Linked DNA regions of Mus musculus: region 1 is linked to region 2. A link is a contact called in public HiCAR-type data. All regions are on one chromosome and are shown on one strand. The core of a region is the stretch at or near the end of the contact, and the rest is flanking DNA. Distances in the headings are between cores, read along the strand shown. Region 1 holds the start of Ell2 (elongation factor for RNA polymerase II 2). Region 2 holds the start of E430024I08Rik (a long non-coding RNA gene).

Region 1 (4,893 bases), core at 44-2,543, 1.2 Mb before region 2:
GGACTCCAGCTACAGGGTATGTGCCTTGGAGCCTCTTCCTCTAGTGGAGTCAAGCGCTCAGAGTATGGGATGAGGCGGAGACCACAGGTTTCTCTCTCTGGGGCCCAGGAAAAGAGCAGAATCTCATCCAGTCAGCCGTCTGTCTCCCCACAACCTTCGGGCTCGCTCCTCGCCAACAGACAGCGAGCCAGCACAGGACGCGGAGCGCCTTTCGGCTACGCGGAGCTTCTGAGAATTCCTTTCCCCAGACCCGGCCGTCTTGTTTCAGGCTCTAGTTGATTTTGAGTCTTCTGGTGTCTCTCCCGGAGATGAGGTGTCGGTTTGCGGCCACTCGGTATGCGGTGTGTCTCCGGGAACCCAACCCACAGAGCTGGAGTCCCCGAGTCCCCGAGAGTGCAAGGTGTGTCCCCCTCCCCCTCCTCGCAGCGCCAGTGTCCCGGCCTTCCCGAGTACACCATGTACACTCTCGCCTGCAATAGGGGTGCCAGTGTCTCCGAGTCCCTGAGAGTACTAGTTATGTCTTCACCCCCACGGAGTGCCGCTGCCCCTCGCTCAGCGACTCAGCCATCCCTCCGCGTTTCCCAGAAAACTCTGACCGCTCGCGGCCTCCGACCCTCGCTTCTTTACTGGTAGCTCCGTGCGCCCCCTCCGAGGGTAAGGCGATCGCCACACTTCTCTCCCAAAGGACCCGGTTCCTCCTCCGGACCAAACAAGCCAGAAACCCCGCGGGCGGCTGTCGGAAAGTCCCGCAGCGGCCGCGCAGCCCCGGCCAGGCCGACCCCGCCACAAGGGGCCGCCCGCCCGCGCCCTCGATCCAGAGGCCCCGGACCGCGGCGTCGGCGCCCGCGGCTGGCCTCGTTCCCTTCGGCGGGTGCGGAGGCAGCAGCGGGAGCCAGCGCCCCACCGGCGCGGCGCCAGGCGCCCGGCAGAAAGATCAGTGGCCGCCGCCTCCCCGAGCGCTGCCCGGCCGGCCGCTCACCTTGTGGCTCTGGTAAGTCTCCAGCGCCCGGATCGCCGTCTCGGTGAGCTTCACATGCAGCACGGTGATGTTGTCCTGCCCCAGCCGCCCGCACGCCAGCCCGTACCGCTGCTCCTCCCGCAGTCCCGCAGCCCCCCCCGCCGCCATCTTAAACTCCCCGGGGTGCCACCGCGGACGCCGCTCGGGCTCCAGCCTCCACTGCGGCCGCGGCTGCTCGGGCTCCTGCAGCCGCCGCCACAGCTACGGCCATCCCGCTGCTGACGTACTGTCATATACTGCGCGCAGCTAGACCTCGGGCTTCCACAGCTGCGGGCCGCCCCACCCTCGAGCCCGCACCCCGCCCTGGACTCTGTTCATTGGTCTGAATCCCCACAGAGCCTCCCTCATTGGCTGCTCTTCACCTCAAGGGGGCGGGGCCCAAAGTCGCAGGAGTTTTGCTCTCAGGACGGGACGTCCGACAGAGGAGAGGTTGACGTCGGGGTGACGCGTCGAGTTAATCTTATCTGACGTCATGTCTCGTCTTGGCTCTCCTGCGGCGATTGGCTGGACCGATTTGGGGCAGAACCCTGCTAATTGGGTGTCAAGGTTACCAAGTGAGCCTAAGTCGGAGCCCCGCCCCTTGAGAGGTAATAGTGGACCGAACACATAGGTCAACCTGTTCTTGCGGTACGAAGTGAAGATCCCCATTCGGTAGGGGTGAAGGCAGGACAGATGACCAAGTACGGATTTTGTTTCCTGACAGCTGCACAAGCTTTGGGTCTTGATATGCTCTGTGGTGCAGACACCGTAGGCTGTCTCAAGAGAGCTTTTCCTTAAAAGGAAGTTCAGTACTGGGGTGGCACAAAGGTTTATTTATTTGTTTGTTTGTTTGTTTGTTTGTTTATTTTTAATTCCAGACTTGAAATTACCAAGTCAGCTGTAGTCTTCAGTAGTTGTGTGAGACTGTGTGGAAAACTTAAGCACAAAATTATACCAGTGCATTAAATGTGTTTTGAGTGGTGGTCATGATACAATAAATAGAGTTGGACCTTAGAGTCTTTCAAAATCAACTCATACATGTATGTGACTTCAAAGGAATAGAATATGCACTGGAGCTCATCATATGATCAGGGTTATGCCTTTTTATGGGTCATGGGGAAACCATACTGTTCGGGGTTTCTTCTTTCAAAGGCCCTTGAAGAGTATAACTGACCTTGAGGTAGGTAAAAAGAAACAATGATACCACCCATTCTCTGAGTCTTCTTTGAGATCTGTGTCTTTCATTGGTTTTATTTAGGCTAGGAGGTCTTACTGAGTTTAAATGGAGGAGGTAGAGGCCAAAGTGTAAGGAGGCTTGGCTTAGTTTCCACTTCAGTTTACACTGTGTGTGGGCATGGCTAAAGGAGGGTGCCTACAGCAATCCTCTTTAAGCTGTGTGCGGATAGACTAGATAGGTTTCCCCTGAGAAGGTCAATTAATTGGCTGATCAGAAACACAAGACAAAAAGCAAACAATTGCCAAGTTGAGGCTGGGAGATTGACTGTGGAAGGTAGGTTCTAGGCCCGCCTGGGCTTCAAACCAAGCCCTGTCTCAGAAAACAAGAGCAAAAACTAAACAAACAAACAAACAAGTGAAAGATTTAAAAGCAGGGATAGGCACTCTGTACAAATATCCCTTTTTGGCCGGGCGTGGTGGCACATGCCTTTAATCCCAGCACTCGGGAGGCAGAGGCAGGCAGATTTCTGAGTTCAAGGCCAGCCTAGTCTACAAAGTGAGTTCCAGGACAGCCAGAGCTATACAGAGAAACCCTGTCTCGAAAAACCAAAAAAAAAAAAAAAAAAGAAGATATCCCTTTTTGTTTTAAAAATCGAGACATTCATTATTGTAAAGCCCTACCATCGTCTTTCTGGATTTTTTTTTTTTTTATAGATATTTACATGGTATTTTTCTAGCTTTTAAATACAATTTGGGCTATAATTGCCTTTAATTCTATATTCACCCCACACCTTAGTAAATCCCCCCTTTTCCAGACCCTCAAGCATTCTATGAATGCTTGCTATGAAAGTCTCAGAAGGAATTCTTTCTGTAGTGTGGTTATTAAATAAAAGTCTGAGTATCAAGTCTAGTTTCATCAGATCACTTTGTAGCTTGTCCTGATTTCAGCCCACTGGTATGAGTTCTGTTAACCCATGGTTTCCACCTATTACTTTAGTGTTCGTATAGTGCCAGTTCACTTAAATTCATTGAATAAGGAAATTAAGGCAATAACAAGGGGGTGAATTAAGAAATGTACTTTTACAGGGCAAAATAAAAGCTTCATGTTTCATAAAACATGAAATATACCTGACTCAAATATCTAAATGAAATATAGTCTGGAGAACACTTCTGTGTGAACCTTTCTTGTTTTCTTTCCTTCTCTAGGGAAGAACTTAACACATATCTAACGCCTTAGTTATTTGGGGGCGGAGTGAAGATGGAAATGGGGGGGTTTGCTCGAACAAGTTAAGCCTGTATCCCACTGCTTTTCCGGTGAGGGTGGGTAAATCCCCACCCACAGGACATCCTAACTTAGTCTCCTCTTACTAAGAATTCTGATGACAGCCAAAGGCTGGGGGAGTTTTGAAACGTCTTATTTCTTTCCCCTTTTCTAGTAGAAGATTATTATCTTCATTTTAGGTAAAATTTTCTCACACCTTATTTTATTGGGAATCAAATCTTTATTAATGGCTAATATGATGGTGTAGCAAATTAATGTTTATTTGCATTATTTTTCCCTTTTGAGCTTCTCAACTGGGCATGGAAACAATCTTCATACATGCCAGAGTAGCACTGCCCAACAGAAATTTTGATTGATTATGCTGATACAAGCCAGATGGTCAGTTTGTGCTGTCCATAAGAATAGTTTGAAGGAGGCTGATGAAAGTCACCCTTTGGGAGGCTTACCACTGTATACATGTTTTCTGTATCTTTGTTCAGGTTCAGTTTAAATGATTAGTCATTGAATGCCAGATAAGTGTAACATTGTGGAAAATTTAAATATTCAACGTTATGGTTTCCAGGGGGAGTTTTCTGTATAAATGTGAATGAACCAACACACAGCAAAGCAATTAGAGAATTAGTAGATGCTAATTTGGATATGTTGGTGATGAGCTTTAAAAAATGCAAAAAAAAAAAAGTCTAGAAGTTTTTGTGGAGGTAGGTCTCTTGAAGGCCAAGTGAATTCTTGATAAGTTGAGTGATACAGATGGAGAGATATCAATACTAATTATTGTAATAATCACTCTAAACAAACTCACTCATTTTCTGAATGAGGAATCAGAGACCCTGTTAATTTAAAAGGAACCTGCCTAACTTATTATAATTGGAAGAGGTGAGTCTGAGTCAGCTTTTTAACCTAGCACCTATATACACTGAATAGATATTGTTGTCTTTCACAATTACAAAGGGAAATAGTGTGAGGCAGGACCTACCGTGGCTCTGATGTATACTTGTGGAGTTCATAGAGAGGCTGCTTGAACATTAAGAAATATCGTGGCCTTCAGATGTGCCGTCACCCCTCATCTCTGGTTGCTACATATTTAGCAACCATTTCAGATGTCTCTGACATCTTCAGGAACCATGTGATACCAAAATAAGTGAAACAGATCAAAATGTCATAGCGATGGTGCTACTAGGTTATGATGAGTTGGAGGTATTTAAAAACCTGATAATTTCTTGGTTCAGATTAAGTGATCTCGTCCAGTATTGCCAGATTTAATTTTTAGCATAGCTAGTAGACAATAACATTTATATGAAACCTTTGATTTTTATTAGCATTTAGCCAAACATTTTAATGTATAGTAACAAGCTTGCTTATCCTAGCACTTGAGAGGATGAGGCAGGAGAATTAAGAGTTCAAGACCAGGTTGGACAAGTGTAGGGGTTGTTTGATAATT
Region 2 (4,629 bases), core at 331-2,830:
CAATGAAAGATGTCAGTGAGTTCACTGGGTTTACATACACAAAATTGACAAGGTGTTTCTTATGCGACTATGGATATTCTAAATCAGTCACATTAAAAAGGCCTTCCTCGGGCTGGAGCAATAGCGCAGTTGTTAAGAGCATGCACTGCTCTTCCAGAGGACCTCAGTTCAATTCCCAGTAAGCACATGGTGGCTTGCAACCATCTATAATGGAATCCAACGCCTTCTTCTGGTGTATCTGAGGACAGCTACAGTGTATATTCATGGACATTAAAAAAAAATCTTAAAAAAATGCCTTACTAGCACTTAGTAACTTATACTTGTCTGTTGGGATCTGTGAATATCAAAGTCATTGTATCCTTTGTTAGTATGCCACTTTTGGAGGTATGTGGATGGGAAAACTTTTAGGTTCTTTTGAGGAGCCATTAAATCTGTAAGGTAGAAGTTACTAGAATCAGAACAAAACAAAACATTAAGATGCAAAACGAATACTTTGTAAGTCTGATATTTCTTCTTTGTGTAATAGGGATACTATTGACTCGGTGGGACCATCAAGAATAATGGTGCCTACCATTTGATCTTGAACCATGTGGTTATATTACCTAAAGACCTGGTAAAATTAAATGGTCTATGCTTTATATCATTATCAAAAAAAGACACCAAGCCCCATGATTGCTTACATTTTAAGAGGATTCCCTAGGTGAAATTTAAAACAACAACTGAAGAAATAGTGGTTTTCTGTTGTATGAGAACTGGGCCCCTGAGTAAAGTAAACCTATTTCCCATCAGGGAATTCCGGGTTCTTGCATAGCCCCCTTATGACTTTCTTTGGGGCAGGAAGGAAGATGCTGATAGTATGAAAAAGAGGACTGGGAAGGCAGATGAGAGAAGAGACAGGAGCTGATTTCACATAGCACAGCAAAATCTTTGTGCTAACCCTGAGCCTAACCCTAAACCTGTAACCCTAACCACACTAACCCTAATCTAAACACTCTTTATCTTAATCCTAACCCTCTAATCCCCTAACTCTAACCCTGCATCCTGTAAGGGAGTTTTCTTAATTATTCCTTTTGAAGTGAGAAACCCTTGCTATATCTTGGTCTTTTGAGAGTTTAAGATCCACCTTTAATCCAGGCTACACATTCTTTCTGAAACCTACATACATAAAGGACCTTAAACAGGGAAGTTCTTTCAAATTGTCTACTTCTTTCCCTACATTTTTTAGCAAGGTGTTTTGTTTGTTCATTCATTCATTTTGTTTTGTTTTTAAACTGGCATTAGTAAGTACGTATTTCTTCAGAATTCTGGTAAGTTCTCAAGATCCGCTGAGATATCAAGCAATGTGAACTCAACAAGTCCTTGATTTTTCTTCTTTCCCTTGGCAATGAATGTGCTAAGCCATTATTGGACTAGGAGGACCACTGTCTGTGAGACATTCTATTAATCCCCTTTCTACATACATAAAGAAATTCGTCCTATGAGATGAGGTACGATTATCTGTACTAATACAACTGTGGTTTGTCTCCACCCTGCCACTGAGGAAGATGCGCTGGCTAACAACAGTGCTCTACACTGTTTGTCATCTCTTTCCTGGTTTTCTCCCAAGGTTGTTTCATACCTCTTTGGTGAAAAGGACCTGCATTTCCCCTGGTCCAGCATCAAGCTACAAAACAAAACTCTTGTATCCTAAAATCCTCTTTAGTGTTATTATCCTGGGCATCCTTCCACTGGTGAGCCAGATTGATAACTCCACTCCCAGTTTAGTAAAAGGCTAGCGACCTTGATTTCAGGAAGAAGGGGAAGTGCTGTGAGGAAAGCTCAAGCAAGCCAGGAAGTAGGTCATGGTGAGTGCAGGACCACTGCTACAACGGGAAGGAGCAGGCGGCTGAACAGCCTGAGCTGAAATGCTGTCTCCACTCCCACCGCTCGGAGGATAGACACAAATGCTAATGGAGAGCAAGTCAGACCAGAGATCTGGAAAAGGTCTGACCCAAGACTGGAAGCTCTATTTAACCTTGAGGAGGGGTAAGACTCATTGGGCAATCTAGGGCCCCAGGCGGATCTGCCAGTCAGACAATGAGGAGGGTTCTTCCGGGTGGCTTGCTGCACGTTCGTTTTGGAATGCAGGAGTGAATAGTCCTTTCCGTCCTGCTTTGAGTAATGCTGTTGGGTGCCATTGGGGACCTTAAGCGAGCTCCGAAGTTGAGACATGGTGAGTGCGAGATCACTGCCCACAAAGGGGAGGAGCAGGCGGATGAACAGCCGGAGCTGCAATGGTGGATCCTCCTCAAAGTCGGCCTGGGACCACAGATAGAGGAGGCTCTAGGAGGATAGGCACAAATGCCACCCGAATGCAAACCACTCCCGAGATCTGTAAAAGGACTGGACCGGGACAGGAAGCACACTTTAATCTAGAGGCGGGGTAAGACTCGCTGGCCAATCAAGGATTCCAGGGCGAACTGCCAGTCAGACAATGAGGCGGGGTCTTCCGGATGCCTTGCTGGAAGTTTGTTTTTGCTCTACAGGATTGAACCGTCTCTGTGTCTTGCTTTGAGCGCTGCTGTTGGGTGCTGTGAGTGGACCTCAAGTAAGCTCCGTTTTTGAAACATGGTAAGCGCATGGTTACTGTCTATAATGGGTAGGGGCAGGTGGCTGAGCAGTGGGAGCTGAGGTGGTGTGTCCTCTCTGGGGCTGTATGGGAAGCCTCAGCCAGATGTAACCAGATGTGGCCAATTGTGCGGTCCTTTGTGATGCTCCTCACTTGCTAAAACAGGCGGTGAACTCTGAATAACATCAGTATCAGGGCTGAATCAGCTCAAAACATTAGGATTAGGGGCTTGCTTGTAGAAATTTCACGGGCAGGATGCCAAACTTGGAGAGCCCTAGTTTCTCTTGAATCTTCTATAAGTTTTGCCCCCAGCATTTACCTATTAAGTATAAGATCCATTTGTAGTTAATTTTGTGGAGCTGTTAAAAGGCATCTCATGTGTTGGGTAGCACTCCCATACTAAGCTGAGATGTAGAAGAGTAGAATTGATGATTTAAATGGTTTACCAAGCTTAAGAAATAGTGACAGTAAGTAGCATTTAGCTGATGGAGGACTGTGTCAAAAACACCCCACAGGTTAGTATGCTAAGCAGGCCGGTTAGAGACTAGGATGCTAGGATTCACATGTTTGCTCCCCAGGTTTGTCTACACAGCTGGCTCCAAACTATAACAAAGGAGAGACAACTGTGATGTACAACCAGCCACTTGGCACATGCTCAAAGCAAAAAGCAGGTCTGTAACAAGCTGCTCAATCCATCATTACAGAGTCACAACCAACATTAATGCCTGGTGTGCCTAAAGCTCCCGTTTTCTAATTGAGAAAAGCATAGTTCTGCCACATGGAAAAATTACACTGGTTGACATCCATTTGAGAAGGAAAAACACCTATGTGCTTGCAGACAGGAGCTGAGCATGGCTGTCCTCTGAGAGGCTCTACCAGTAACTGAGACAGATGCAGATACTTACAGCCAACCAATGGACTCCAGTCAGGGACCCTATGGAAGAGTTAGGGGAAGGATTGAAGGAGCTGTATGGTATACCAGTCCCTTAAGAAGACCAATAGTATCATGTAACCTAGACCCCTGGGAGCTCACAGAGACGAAGCCATCAACCAAAGAGAATACATGGGCTGGTCCATGGTCCCAGGAACATATGTAGCAGAGGACTGCATTGTCTGTACCGAATAGGAGACTATACACCTAATCTTGTAGACTTGATTCCCCCGGGAAGAAGAATGAGGAAGGTGAGGAGTGGGTGAGAGGAGTGGAGATGGGGTGATGGGGCAAGGTCTCAAAGGCAAAGGGAAGGGGGAGGAGGGTAAAGAACCTTGGGAGGGAACCAGATCATGGGCCACAGTTAGAATGTAAATAAATAAACAGAGAGAGATGGAGAGACTGAGACTGTTGTATGGAGGGCTACCCTTATCAAGTAATCTTTCCCTAAAGTTCTCATGTATAAAGAGTGATATAACTCCTTCTCAAACCCAGGAACATATTTGCAGAGCCAATAATGGACTGGAGCCTAGGCCTTGGGAGCTTTTTTTGTGGCTACAATGTATTGAGAATTAAATAGATCTCCCTTTCTAAAGCTTGGAAAGTCCTTGGGCGAGATGGTAATTTCCTGGGGCCAAGGCCTTCATGACAATTTATATCCTCAGAACGCAACTTTTTTTTTCTTTTCTTTTTCTTTTTTTTTTTCTTTTTTTTTCTGGTGTTTTGAGACAAGGTTTCTCTGTGTTGCCCTGGCTGTCCTAGAACTCACTCTGTAGACCATACTGGCCTTGAACTCAGAAATCTGCCTGCCTCTACCTCCTGAGTGCTGGGATTAAAGCGTACTCAAACACTGCCCAGGAGTAATGTTCTTGAGATATGGGGTAACCTCCTTATGCACCTTCTTAGAGGAAGGTGAGGTCTTCTTACAAGTCTCCCATTGATTTCCATCTTCCCTCTGTAAGTAGAATACAAGCTGCTATTCTTAAGAGCTTTACTTAGCACAAGACATGGCTTTTGCAACACCTCTCCACCACAACTTTTATTCATTCTTTTTTGTTTTATATATATATATATATATAATATGTGTATT

What was found. HiCAR-type assays count read pairs that join an accessible place to other places.
Region 1: a HiCAR-type map of astrocytes shows a contact between it and region 2, with 3 times the contacts expected there. The contact joins the promoter of Ell2 here to the promoter of E430024I08Rik in region 2. A contact is called at or near these places in 1 of 39 promoter capture datasets (hippocampal neurons), 1 of 484 Hi-C or Micro-C datasets (B cells) and 3 of 115 datasets of contacts at active chromatin or transcription factors (astrocytes, stem cell-derived neural progenitor cells and thymic regulatory T cells).

What each region holds. Positions count from the first base shown.
Region 1 is chr13:75,703,884-75,708,776 of GRCm38.p6, reverse strand. Ell2 (elongation factor for RNA polymerase II 2) reads right to left here and starts at 1,293. Exons shown (of 12, transcript NM_138953.2): 1 at 980-1,293. The coding sequence starts at 1,126. 1700037F03Rik (a long non-coding RNA gene) reads left to right here and starts at 1,620. Exons shown (of 3, transcript XR_873683.1): 1 at 1,620-1,698.
Region 2 is chr13:74,460,563-74,465,191 of GRCm38.p6, reverse strand. It overlaps E430024I08Rik (a long non-coding RNA gene), which reads left to right and starts at 1,580. Exons shown (of 8, transcript XR_003950546.1): 1 at 1,580-1,983; 2 at 2,526-2,610.